Linked DNA regions of Hordeum vulgare: region 1 is linked to region 2. A link is a contact called in public Hi-C data. All regions are on one chromosome and are shown on one strand. The core of a region is the stretch at or near the end of the contact, and the rest is flanking DNA. Distances in the headings are between cores, read along the strand shown.

Region 1 (6,315 bases), core at 3,720-6,219, 250 kb before region 2:
CGAGCTGGGACGAAAGCCCTTATTTCTACTAGTGCACCTCTCATATCCAGCCAAAATATGGGGGGATATGGGAAAGCCCATGCGCGACCGGACACGTCCACTACGTAAGACCCGACCCACGTTCTCCCACCTAATCCCACATATATTCGTCCCCATCCCTTTTCTGGAACAAACCCTAGCCACTACACTCTCCCCCCCCCCTTCACTCCACTTCGTCACCCAAGCTTCGTCCAACGATCTCCGGTCTTCTCTAGCATGGCGGGCAGCAGATATGAGTTCGACCAGTCCGAATCCGTCGACTGGGTTGTCGTCTCGTGCATGTTGGAGGAGGTAATGACTGTCCGCATTGCATGTTGTCGCTCCCGGAAGGACAGTACCCGGCCGATGGCAGGATCTGTCCGACACGACTCCATAGCATCGACGCATCGGGTCTTCCCGGGAGCCTTCTAATTTCCCTTTCCCCATCATCAGTTCGTTGGAGTATGAGTCCCACTTGGACAAGTGTGCCCGCTGTGGGAAGTAGAGGATGAGCGCGACTAAGGACCGCCCCTATGCCGACATGGCGGCGACACGGGCGGCCGCAAAGGAGGAAGCCATCTGCGCCCGCATTATAAAGAAGCGACCGTGGAGGAACATGCACGCCCTCACCCAAGAGCAGAATCGGGTTGTCCGTGTTATGGTCGGACTACGACCCAAGGAGGAGAAGGAGGACAACAACAGGTTGGACAGCTCCGACGAAGAGCATATCCAAATTGATCTGTACCGCGACTGCTACTTTCGTGAGAAGTACGCCAAAGGCGCTGGAAAGGGCAATGACAGGTGTGGATGATCTTCTCCATAGCTAGCATGGAGGTCAAACATGCCAAATTTTAATAGTTTGATGACATGGTGTGATCTAGTAGCTGGACGATGTTTGTATTGCATCGTTTACGTGGTTGTATAAATTTGTATGAATTTAGCGTAATGCTAATTGAGATGTTCGATTGTGAGATTCTTTTTAAGACGTGAACGGACAGTGACGTGGGTTTGATGGGCCGGATTTACCGGATGTATATGTTCTCGCTCCTTGGACCACTACTACACTCGATAGTTGGTGGTGCAACTCCAGCAAGCTAGGAGTGGATCAAATTACCATGTTATCCTATTCTAATCTGCTATGCGAGGTCTTTTTAAGCAACCTCCCGCAACAGGTCAATGAAGATGCTCTCCGCTCGCTGCTTATCATGAAGTGCTGCCGTACAATCACGCCGAGCCGACCACAGCAGTCTGCTCGGCCTGAGTATTACATTACATAGTTCACGGAAACTGGCTGCGTGCTTTCGTTCAAAATCATGTAGTGGAACAGACAACGGGGCAGTTTCACTGGTATTTTACGCCGGAAGGAAGCAGCACGTTGAGCGAGTCCAAGCTGAAATTTCCGCGCAGCTCCAAAGTCTGACGTCCAATCTAGGTGGCCAGCGCAGGATGGGAACAACTCATTCGGTAAAGCGAGGCGATCGAGGCCAAACCACTGGCAAATGATTAGATAAACCCAACGGGAAAGGTAGCTTGGCCCCAAGGTTTGTGTCGCTTGTGCAATGAGCCAGCCGTTCCGCTTGCTTCACTTCACTTGTCCAAGATCCAAACGCAAAGCAGGCGCCACAAAGGCAGGAGAGAGTGTGGCTTGCTGCTTGCTCCATCATGGACAGCTTGGCTACCGCAGACCCGATTGAACTCCTCGAGTGCCTGCTTTCACAATCACACAGCTCCCTGATATGCTTTTTGCTCCGTGCCTTTCCTTTATTTTTGCCTCGGAAATCTATTAAATAGTCTCATGCAAAGTCAAGGACTGAACTGCGACAAGTGTTCTGAATTCAGCAGGAACAAGGGAAATGTTGGCCGCAAAAGCTCTAATAATTTATCTACAAAACAACAATGTTTAATTTGTCTCGATCTAGTGCTCATCTGTAAATTGTTGCTTAGCGCAACAGATGCCTTTTGGACCATGCAAGAATGTGAAATGAAATGATAAAGAAGCTTTCGTCTATTTTCCCATCTTTGAAATGGTTTCTCATCCAACACCTGCACGTGTCTACAATGGTACCCAACTGTATGGATGGCCAAATCTTGGTGAGATATGTGAGCTGGTCACCAGAGAAATCATTGAGCCATATTTATATGTCAATCAACGCAACTAAAAGTTTGATTTATGATTGAAACCGAGATGATAAGGGCATGTATAATGCATAGCCTCGGAATAATGCCTCGTATTTCATGTAGAATCGGATGTCAGGAAAAGTATGTTCAGATGAGGAAGCGGAATCCTTTGAAGGAGGCCGGTGGTTGAAGAGAAAAAAATATGATCTGGTGTAAAAACTGAAAAACTTAGAGTGAAAAATAAAGATGTATGTGTATTAATCTTTATTTTTTATTCTTCGATGAGGCCCACTAGTGATAGCTTACATTGGAAAGAAAAATCAATTAGATGCCTTAAGTTATTTTTTGTCATGAAGCATCTACATCCATATTTCACAATTGTACATGCCTTAAGGCATCATATTAAACACGCTGTCTTTCATTTCTGAATCTTCGTAACTTTGCTTTTATTTTCGCGCTCAAATCGACAGGCACACTGGATGATGCAGCTCGTGCATTCCCCTCGTGTATATGTGCCATCACCTTTTTCATTTCTTTTCTTTTGGAACTGTTAAAGATTGAAAGATCAACCAATGTGAACGCACTATCTTGGTGCATGATTGAAAGTGTGCTGAGCTTTTTCATGCCCAACCGTATAAGTAAACCAAGAAAGGTATTTCTTTGTGTGCACGGTTATATATACTTGGGATTGTGGATTTGTGTTGCTAGAAGAAACATTGTGTCCATACCCACAAGATTGCGTCTTTTATATCTAATATAAAGCAGATGTCGCCATCTTCACTTTGCAGACAAAGTCGTGGATAAATGCACCGCTGTCGATTCTGTAGAAATCACTAGCTAGCTATGTGCATCTCGTTACATTATTCCTTTTGCTACCAGTGTGACGGACTAGTAATAATACTAATACCACACTTTAACTAGTGGCGTTCTTCCTAAAGAAAAAGAAAAGAGAGTGAGAAGGAGAGGTGTGCTTTACAACCCTAAATGCATGGGCAAGTTTAATTTACAACTCCTCATCTCTATAACCTGTTAGTAGGCAACCTCGAACTATCTGCCAATACCCCTTTTTTTTTCAAAGTGAGATGGTTTTCCCGCTAATGTGCATGTTTTGTCCTAACTGATTTTGGAGTTCGATGTTGTAACTTAAACCCGGACATAAGTTCAGGGCTGTAAAATGCACTTTTCTCAAAAAGATATAACGGTGTTTCAAGAAATACCACAACAAAGATTATGTTTCGAGAAATGTAAATCCAAAGAGGAAATACGGTTGTATGTTTTGGTTGGTACATGCAGGATCTTGTTTTTTTTTTTTATATGTAAATGTTCTAGAGACAACGGACAACCTTCAGCTTCGCTCCTGATCCGCTCTATCATGGAGGATGCACACCGCTGGGTGATGGTAGGTGCCCGCAGGCTGGATAGAATCACACCTACTCCCTCTATTCTTAAATATAAGTCTTTTAAAAAATTTCACTAGGTGACTACATACGAAATAAAATGAGTGAATATACATTCTAAAGTATGTCTACATACATCCGTATGTAGTCCTTTAATAGAATCTCTAGAAAGACTTATATTTAAAAACGGAGGGAGTATAACATAGTCTATGTTACTTTGGGCTGAGTAACCCTCTTTTCTGCTAATCAGCACCCATTACTATGCCCGAGTGTGCACATAGTCGCGGGCAGCCACCCTTGTTTCCACTCTTTCTATCATGAAAATGATACACTACAATGCGTATTCATGATTTTTTTTCCGATGATTTCTAAATATGGTGATTACTATGATGATCTTTCAAATGTCAAGGGAGCGAGCCATACACAAACATGCTTAATTTATTCTTAATCTTTGAAGAGACTCCCAGAAATTTATAGGAAAGATTTTACATTAGGGCATGTACAATGGTGTTATTTTAGAAATGCCATGTAAGATAAAGAGCATTTTTATGATATACCCTATACTTCTACGGAAAAGAGCAGTATAGATCTTATCTCGCCGTTAATTTTGTGAGGATAGTTTACACCCTAATCTTCGCACTAAAACTCTTTGTTTGTATCTGCCATTTCAGTCGAGAGGAAACGTCGCCGCGGGGCAATCTCACCTCTCGGCTCCGGTCATTGCCCCAAGCAACCGTCCCCCATATTGCACGCCCAACCAGTCATCCAACTACCCTTGGGCGCTCTTGCTGCTGCCTCCCTGTCGTTGCGTTGGTTCGCTCCATCCATCTAGCTTTCGCCACGCTCCTCTTGTAGACCTTCAGCCTCACACAAACATGACCTTGCGGCAGACCTCGGATCGTCGACTGCCTTGTTATGTGTTAGAGTTGTGTCGAATATTGTGTACGAGTTGGGTTACGTATGAACTTGGTGTTGTAGTTTGGGTAGGATACATATAATGTGGTAGTCGGACACGTTGTACCCTTGGCCTCTTGTATATGAGGAGGCACCCCACGTTGTAACCCATGACTACTAGATAGCGACGGGCTCGCAAGGGGGAGCCGATGTCTTGTGTCGGCGCCGGGTGGCCGGTGTTGCGGTATCTCGGGGAGGAGCGCCCGTAGTCATTGCCCCGGGGCGTAGGCGAGTTCGTCGAACCTTGTTGGAACAAATCTCGATGTCGTCATCGTGCTGCGATTTCTCGTTCCTAGGTGGATCGACCGCGTATTTCGAATTTATTCTAACATAAGTGGTGTCATGAGGAAGGTTCGAGGAGGTTACGGGATCGTTGATTTAAAGAAAGAGTATCAGGCGATTGGTCGGGGCCCATGCAGGCGTACAGGCGTGATGCATCTCACGGAGCCAGGCGATTGGTCGGGGCCCATGCAGGCGTACACGCGTGATGCATCTCACGGTGCCAGACGATTGGTCGGGGCCCATGGAGGCGTACATGCGATGCATCTCGGTTTGGCGTACAGGCGGCATCGTTTCGCGCACGGTGTTGTGCCAGTTGGGTGAGGCCCATGCAGTCCACGGTACCTAGAAGGTTACGTGCTTGATTTGTTATGGAAACAAAACGGACCGAGTCCTCGAAGAAAACGTCTCCAGGTTAGACTCGTGCAGGGATGCTTGTAGGCTATACAAGCTTGTGGAGGCACCGTGTAGGAGGACGTGACGAGAGACGAAAATAACAGTTAGATCCAATCGGAAGGGAAAAATCCATCAGATTTTGAACAGGGTCTACGCATCCATCAGGAATTAGCAACGGCTTTGGCAAAGCAAAGCAACAACTAGCATTGGAATTAGTGTCAAGGGAGGCTGCCATCACGTGAATACCAGAAAGTTGTTTGGTTGGAATTTGCTAGTAGTACAAGCTTGTGTACTTGGGAAACAAGTGAGAGAGCTCAGTTAATTTTTCGCAGGTCAATCATACAAAGAACCATGCCACCATTGGATACTAGGTTTGAGGTGGAGAAGTTCGACGGGACTGGAAGCTTTGGCCTACGACAGACAAGGGTGAAAGATTTGTTGGCACAACAGGGATGCTTGAAGGCGTTGTTGAAGGAAGCCAAACCAGCTAAGATGGAGGCTGAGGACTGGGAGGAGTTATACTTGAGGATAGCCGGAACTATACGGTTGTGTCTGTCGGACCAGGTTATTTATCATGTGATGGACGACAATTCGCCGAAGAAGATCTGGGAGAAGCTGGAGAGTCAATTTATGTCCAAGACTGCGACGACCAAGGTGTATCTGAAGCAAAAGTTGTATGAGATGAAGATGCAGGAGGGTTCGGATCTTGTGGAGTATATGAACGCCTTTAATCAAGTCGTGACGGATCTAGCACGTTTGGGTGCAACGATTGACGACGAGGATAGGGCAATTCTGCTTCTTTGTTCATTGCCATCATCATATGACCATTTGATCACTACTCTGACGCACGGCAAGGAGACCGTCAAGAATGAGGATATTACTGCAGCCTTGATATCTTATCACATGAGAAAGAAGAACGCGGTTGAAGTCACTCATGGTGAAAGTTTGCTAGTCAAGGGTGAAGAGTGGCGGAAGTGATATGAGGCAGGGAAGAACAAGAAAAAGAAAAAGAAAATACAGTATCACAAGTGTAAGCAGATGGGACATATTAAAAAGGACTGTCGAGAGCTCAATGGTGAGTCAAGTGCTAATATGACAATTCATGGTGATGACTCAGACAGCAGTAGTGATGCCCTCGTAGTATCAGACAGGC
Region 2 (6,633 bases), core at 2,449-4,948:
TTTGGAGGCTCGAACAACCGATGTGGGAGGGCCGAAATGCCTTTTCAATGTGGACTGTGACACTAAATTATTTGTGAACAGACATATGTAAACACCAAACATTCATCTATTTTTGATTGTGATAGGGTGCTATGAATATCACACTTTAGTTATAGTCATGCTGGTAGGCATTTGGAAGGAAGGATAATCAAACCGAGACGAACATTTAGAAGATACGGTTGGATGACCGGCTCGTGTATGGATTAGTCTACGGTGTACATTTTAGGAGATTTTGCAGATGCCTCAAATATTGTGTAGTGTTTAAAATGGACGGAGTAGATGTTTGACTCTCCATCGAACAGTTGGAAAGACGTCAAGACGACACGCCCTGATTTCTGAGCTCACAACCGTCTGGCTGCAACCGTATGCCGCAGGCGAGCCACCATCACACGAGGAGAAAATTGCACCTAACATCCCGGAAGTTGGCGGCGATCTCCAATCCAGTCCTGGAAGTTGAGAACTGCTTCAATACGATCCTCATACATGGAAATACGTTACCAATACGGTCCTGGATCTGGGAGAGCCAGTCCCCATTCTACGCGCCAGCTACGTATCACGAATACCACGTATGACACGTCACCGCGTGGCCCACCCGTTAGCGGAGACCCCACCTGTCAGTGCAGAGTGGATAAGAGGAGGTGAGCCAGTTCGAGGGGGAAAAATCCCCAAATCCAACCCGCAACCCCCTCCAGTGATGAGTGGCTCGAGCGTGGAGAGCGAAGACGGCCGAAGTACGGCGGCGACGGTCGTCGCCGGTGATGGATCGAGCCGCAACTTGCTGGAGAGGGCTTACCCACAGGAGGTTTGGCATCGTGGTGAGCCTTGTCTCCGTCTAGAGAGGAGACACGTCCTGCTGGCACGGACGCTATCGATGGATGCGCTGGAGGCTCGCTCCCGCCAGTTCGTTATTCTGGCTAGTGCGCTTGGAGACGGCGAGGAGGTTGTGACGCCGGCGGCTCTCCTGGCCAGCATCAAGGCATGCTATGGCGTCCTGCCGTCGGAGGTGAGCATCCAGGTAGCGTGCCCCCCGCATGACTTGTGGATGTTTTTCTCGACGGAGGAGAAGTGTAAGCTGGTGCTACAATCATCAATGAAGTTCAAGTGCTGCCGCTAGTGGATCCAATTTACCGATGGGTCAGAGATATTCGAGCCACTCAGGTTGGTCTCGAGTACAAGACGAAGGTAAGTTTCAAAGGGCTTCCAGATCAAGCTTGGTCAATGCAGTCAGTTAAAGGTCTTCTGAAGGATTTGGGTGGTGACCTGATAGAGATGATACCGCCAAAGAACCGACGGGAGCTCGAGGTAATGGCGTGGCTCCATGACTCATCCAAAGTAGCCACTTTGCACTACTGCATGAGCCACAGGAAATATGCAATCATTTGGATCCATCTGAACTGCACTTAATAGAACACCACCATATTGTGTCTTCAAGTGGCAACCATCTAGGAAAATAATAGGTCTACAAGCAGATAAGAACCCCCTCTTGCATGCATCAAATGAGAAGTAACATTTCTGAAACTACACCTCATCTGAAAGCTCAACAAAGAAAGTACTTCCATGATTTGATCTCTCACTTCATTTGCATAGTTCCACAACAAGTTATATTGTTTGATCTCATCTCCATATATAATATCATATGCAATCTTCCTAGCTCTCCCAAGCTTTCCCCTTCTAATTGTCATGTTCCAATCTTCTTGCACAAAACCTGCTAAGGCCTTTAGTGAAATCTTCTCACATGCCCTAATCTTGTCCACATATTTTGAAGCAATGTACCTAGTTGTAAAGGCTGTAATTTGCCACTTCTTCTCACAAGTGTGCTGACCATTGAATGTCTTCACCATTACAGCATTTGTCATATTGTCCCAAGATGCATATAGATACCATGGGCAGCCTTTCTCACACTTAGCACAAAGCCTTATTTTGTCGTTCTTTGGGAATTTGATGTTTACCCTCTATTTGCAATTGTACTCTCTGACTGCTTTCCTCAAAAGCACCACTGAAGAGAACAATTGGCCTGCATGGAACTTAGGCTCAGCATGTGTGCAGCTGTAAAAGGTTTGAAATTGAATTTTGTTTCATCTTCATCAAAATCTGGACCATCCAATTCCTCTTCTTAAGAGTTGCAATCTTCAACCACCTTCTTCCCTTTCTTGTCTTGCACTGGATGCAGCTGCTCCTGCAACAAATCTTCATCCCCATCCTCCAAGTCACAATCACTGTCAATAATCTCAGGAATATAATCACTGTCAGCTGATTCTGAATCTGCATATTGTTCTTCCTCCTCTTCCAACTTATGTGCTCTTGGTCTCAGTCTCACAAAGAATTGGTCATGAGAGATCTCTTGGTCATGACTCTGAATTTCATGAGTTTCATCCACAGCACTACAAGATGTGTTGCTTTCATTTGCACTGCTTGGCTTCTTTATGGGACTGAAAACAGTAGGAAATTCTGCTACTCGATTAGCCACAACATCATCCCATTTAGAACCTCCACCAGAAATATGGCTATCCAAACGATCAAGATATATCATTTGGAAATTATGCCTTATATTCATCTGAAGATACATAGCATCTAAGTCAGCATCATTGGACAACAGAGTTTCAGCACCTCCATTAATGTGACAACCAGGGGGCAGCCAATAGATATGAATTCTTTCTTCCTTTTCATACCCCAAGTGCTCAACTATTTCTTCAAACATACTGTAGTATACTAATTCCACATGACAATAATCATAACAAACCTTCTTGCCATCGAAATAGCACATATTCAACCCACTACCAAAGAAAACCCCACCATGAATCACTTCGACATTGAAATATCCACTCTCCTTCGCTACAACAAAACATTCAGTAAAAGTTCAAACCCAAGCACAATTCCTCACAAACGACAGCAAATCGACATGTACAAATCACATAATTTATGCACAGGACCTAATCGACACAATGCAGGTTATTGGGCCAAAAAACACATCACATTATGTGCTATCAACGAATCATACCATAGGTTGAAGCCGCCTCGCCGTCGGGACGCCGTCGAGGGCCCTTCATCTTTGACGAACTCCGCCCCACAGGTTGCGGCGCCATCACTGTCGCTTCCGCCACCGCACGGACTATCATCGAAATGCCTGCTCGCCGTTCATCTGCCGCCGTGGTTGATCGCCGTCTTTCGCCTCTCGCTCTCAATTGGGGAAGACAGGACAGGGGATCGAGAACAGACAAGGAGGTGAGTGGGGTTAGCGCTGACAAGTGGGGTCTTCGCTGACAGATGGGCCACACGGCGACGCATAGAGAGGGGACCCATAGAGAGGGGACTCGTTCTCCAAGATTCAAGACCGTATTGGTAACATATTTCCGTGTATGAGGATCGTACTGAAGCAGTTTTTAACTTTCTTCGACTGAATTGGAGCTCGCCGCCAATTCAAGGATGATAGATGCAATTATCTCTCACACGAGCCGCGGCAGTTAAACAAAGCCGAAAGCAGCGCGCGCGCACCCACATCGCTCGGCTCCCTTCCAGGCTAAGGTTCTTCCCCTGTCTCGCCTCTCTCTCTCCCGGCGCATAAAACCACGACCACACCACCTCACTCACTCACTCCCGGCCAAGCCACAAAGCACCCAAACCCCAAAAGCAACCATTCTCCCTAAAACAAATGCCCGCCCAAGCCACAAAAGCAGCTTCCCTCCGCCGCCCCCGCCCCCGCCGCCGCTAAATAGTAGCCGCGCGGGTTCATGGGTGCCGCGCGTCCACGGCGCTGGAGGTTCCCCTTCCAACGCAGCGCGCCCTCCTCCCCCTCCTCCAAGTCCCTGCCGCCGGCCCCCTACTCGCCCGCGCGCTCCGCGGCGGCCGCGGACCCGGGGCCGGAGCGGAAGTGGGAGGAGGCCGCGCCGCCGGAGTTCGTCTGCCCGCTCTCGGGCGCGCTCATGGCCGACCCGGTCATCCTGCCCTCCGGCCAGACGTACGAGCGCGCCTGCCTCCAGGCCTGCTCCGACCTCTCCTTCTTGCCCCCCGGCGCCGGCTCGGGTTCCGATGCCATGATACCAAACTCCGCCCTCAAGGCGGCTATCGGCACCTGGTGCGCCCGCTCCGGCCTCGCGGCGCCAAGGCCGCCGTCCAAGGAAGCTGTCCGGGAGGCCGTGCTCCGCGCGATGCCTCCTGCCGCGGCCGCGGCGGCCGACGCCAAGTCTGTTAGGACCAGGCGGGCGGCGATGGCGAGCTCGTCCAATTCGTCCTACTCGTCCCCGGCCTCCGCCGCGTCGACGTCCACGTACACGTCGTCCTCGGAGATCACACCCGCGGAGGACGATGCGGCTGCGAAGCCAGTCAAGGAGGCGGCCAAGGAAGTGACCCAGCTGGAGTTGCCGGTAGACCCGTTGGAGGATGAGGTGGTCGCGACGGTGATGGACGCGGACGAAGATGGAGAGGTGGCGGCGGCGTTGGCCGTCCTCCGGGACGCCACCCGGGAGAGCGCTGAGCGTCGGCTTGCGCTCTGCACGCCGCGGCTGCTCGCGGCCCTCCGCCGCGTGCTGCTAATCCCGCGGCACGCCTCCGCGCGGGTCGACGCGACGGCGGCGCTGGTCAACCTCTCGCTTGAGCCGGTGAACAAGGTACGCATCGTCCGCGCGGGCGCCGTACCGGCGCTCGTCGAGGTGCTCCGCTCCGGCGGCTCGGCGCCGGAGGCGCGCGAGCACGCGGCCGGCGCGCTCTTCGGCCTGGCGCTCAACGAGGAGAACCGCGCCGCCATCGGCGTGCTGGGCGCGGTGCCTCCCCTGCTGGACCTCCTGACCTCCCCCGCCCACCACCCGCGCGCGCGCCGCGACGCCGGGATGGCCATCTACCACCTTTCGCTGGCCGCCGTCAACCAGTCCAAGGTCGCCCGCTTCCCGGGGGCATCCAAGGCGCTCCTCAGCGTCGCGTCCAGCGCCGCCGAGCCCACGCCCATCCGCAAGCTGGCCCTCATGGTGATCTGCAACGTGGGCGGCTGCTCGGAGGGCCGCGCCTCGCTGATGGACGCGGGCGCCGTCGCGGCCGTGTCCGGCATCCTCCTCTCCTCCCACGACGTCGCCGAGCTGGAGGAGTGGTGCGTGGCGGCGATCTACGCGCTGAGCCGCGGCAGCCTCCGGTTCCGCGGCCTGGCGCGCGCAGCCGGCGCGGACAAGGCCCTCCGCCGCGTGGCCGAGGAGGGGACCCCCGGCGGCGTCCGGCGCGAGATGGCGAGGAAGACGCTGCGCGCCATGCGGGGCGACCTGGACGAGGAGGCGGACCTGACCGGCAGCAGCCTGGAGTGCGGCGACGGGGACGACTGCGGCGGGAGCATCGTGTCGGACGGGCTCATGTCGTTCCGGCGGCGGCAGCGCGAGGTCGGGGCCTCGTCGTGCGGCAACACCGCCGAGTTCTGAGCCGATCCTTACCTCCCCTTCCCTTGCCGCCATTTGTATGTAAAAAAAACCCATCGCTTGCTTAATTAGCGTTAGACGTCGGTGCCACGAGAGGATTAATTCCCTCCTTCGTTTTGAAACTGTGATTGATGCTGCAATGAAGTCGTTCAAATGTTGTCCTCAAATGCTCCGAGCTCGTGCTGGAGTGTCGATTGCCGTTGCTGGCTCGCTCGTCGGCTCCTGTGCCGGACAAACAAGGAGCTGGTTGGTTGGTCGGATGTTGCTTGCAAGCCAGAGCAATCCTTTGTTCTCTCCGTACTTGCTGCACACACACAGACACTCCGAGAGCTTGACAGATACTCCTATATTATTGTTTTAGGGAGGACCGGCCTCATGTGTGTCGTTTCCACCTGTAAAATAAAACCATCTTTTCTTTCTGCTCTCGATCCAGTCCTGCTGGATGGTTGCTTCGCTTCGTTGGCCGATGTATGCTGGTGCTGCAGGCCACACCATGCGTCGACGCGTTGGATCACTGACACTGTATGCGTCGCATTGGCGATGCGGTTGGCCATTGCAAATTCTTGCTCGCCTACAGTAGGATCAGACAATCCATGTCCTCTACACGGCTTGCCATTGGGTACTGATTTCGATCCGTGCTGTTCATCGCCGGATCTGAACTTGAACTCCTCCCATTTCGCTGTTGGTCCGCCGATCTGAACATGAATCTCTCCTATTTTAAAATGGCGACTGACGGATGCCATGCCTGTCGCCTGCCCAAACATAATGCGTGCGGTACTGCTGTCTGCCTTTCCTTTCCATGTAGGACCTCCCGTGGGAACTTGACCTTTTGCATTGCGTGGTTCCTCCCAGATGTTGTTGCCCCTGCCTCTTCTTTTTGAGATGGATGGAGGTTGGAGGGTATGGAGACAAGGCTTTCTTAATTCAACCACGCATTCCTCCGGATTATACTCGATCTTAATCAACCATCCGTTTGGTTATTTGTATAATCGTTCTAATTTTATATCTTGCTCGCGATGATCATCCATTTCGCAACACGGAGAGGTTGATTGAAACCCAATTCATGATCGAGGCAGGTGGGTAGAGCCCAATCAAGCCCGTCACCAAACAATGAGAAAGGAATGGAAAGGCAGGCATTATTCAAGACAATGCATGTCTGCCCCGGCCAGGGCGTTCAGTGTCAACGCCCGGCACTCGACGG

Evidence for each region. A called contact is a pair of places that touch in the nucleus more often than the background predicts.
Region 1: a Hi-C map of leaf shows a contact between it and region 2, with 2.9 times the contacts expected there. The contact joins the enhancer-like site here to the promoter of LOC123398416 in region 2. A contact is called at or near these places in 1 of 6 Hi-C or Micro-C datasets (leaf) and 1 of 1 datasets of contacts at active chromatin or transcription factors (embryo).

The regions. Positions count from the first base shown.
Region 1 is chr5H:418,105,270-418,111,584 of MorexV3_pseudomolecules_assembly, reverse strand. No RefSeq gene overlaps it. Among protein-coding and RNA genes, the nearest start is that of LOC123395959, 170 kb to the left of the region's middle. Within about 2 kb of position 4,969, at least 3 of the 3 cell types and tissues checked have open chromatin away from gene starts, as enhancers often do. A contact at or near this core is called in leaf, where this site is marked.
Region 2 is chr5H:417,855,174-417,861,806 of MorexV3_pseudomolecules_assembly, reverse strand. LOC123398416 (U-box domain-containing protein 39-like) reads left to right here and starts at 3,698. Exons shown (of 1, transcript XM_045092890.1): 1 at 3,698-5,599. The coding sequence starts at 3,768. The coding sequence ends at 5,435.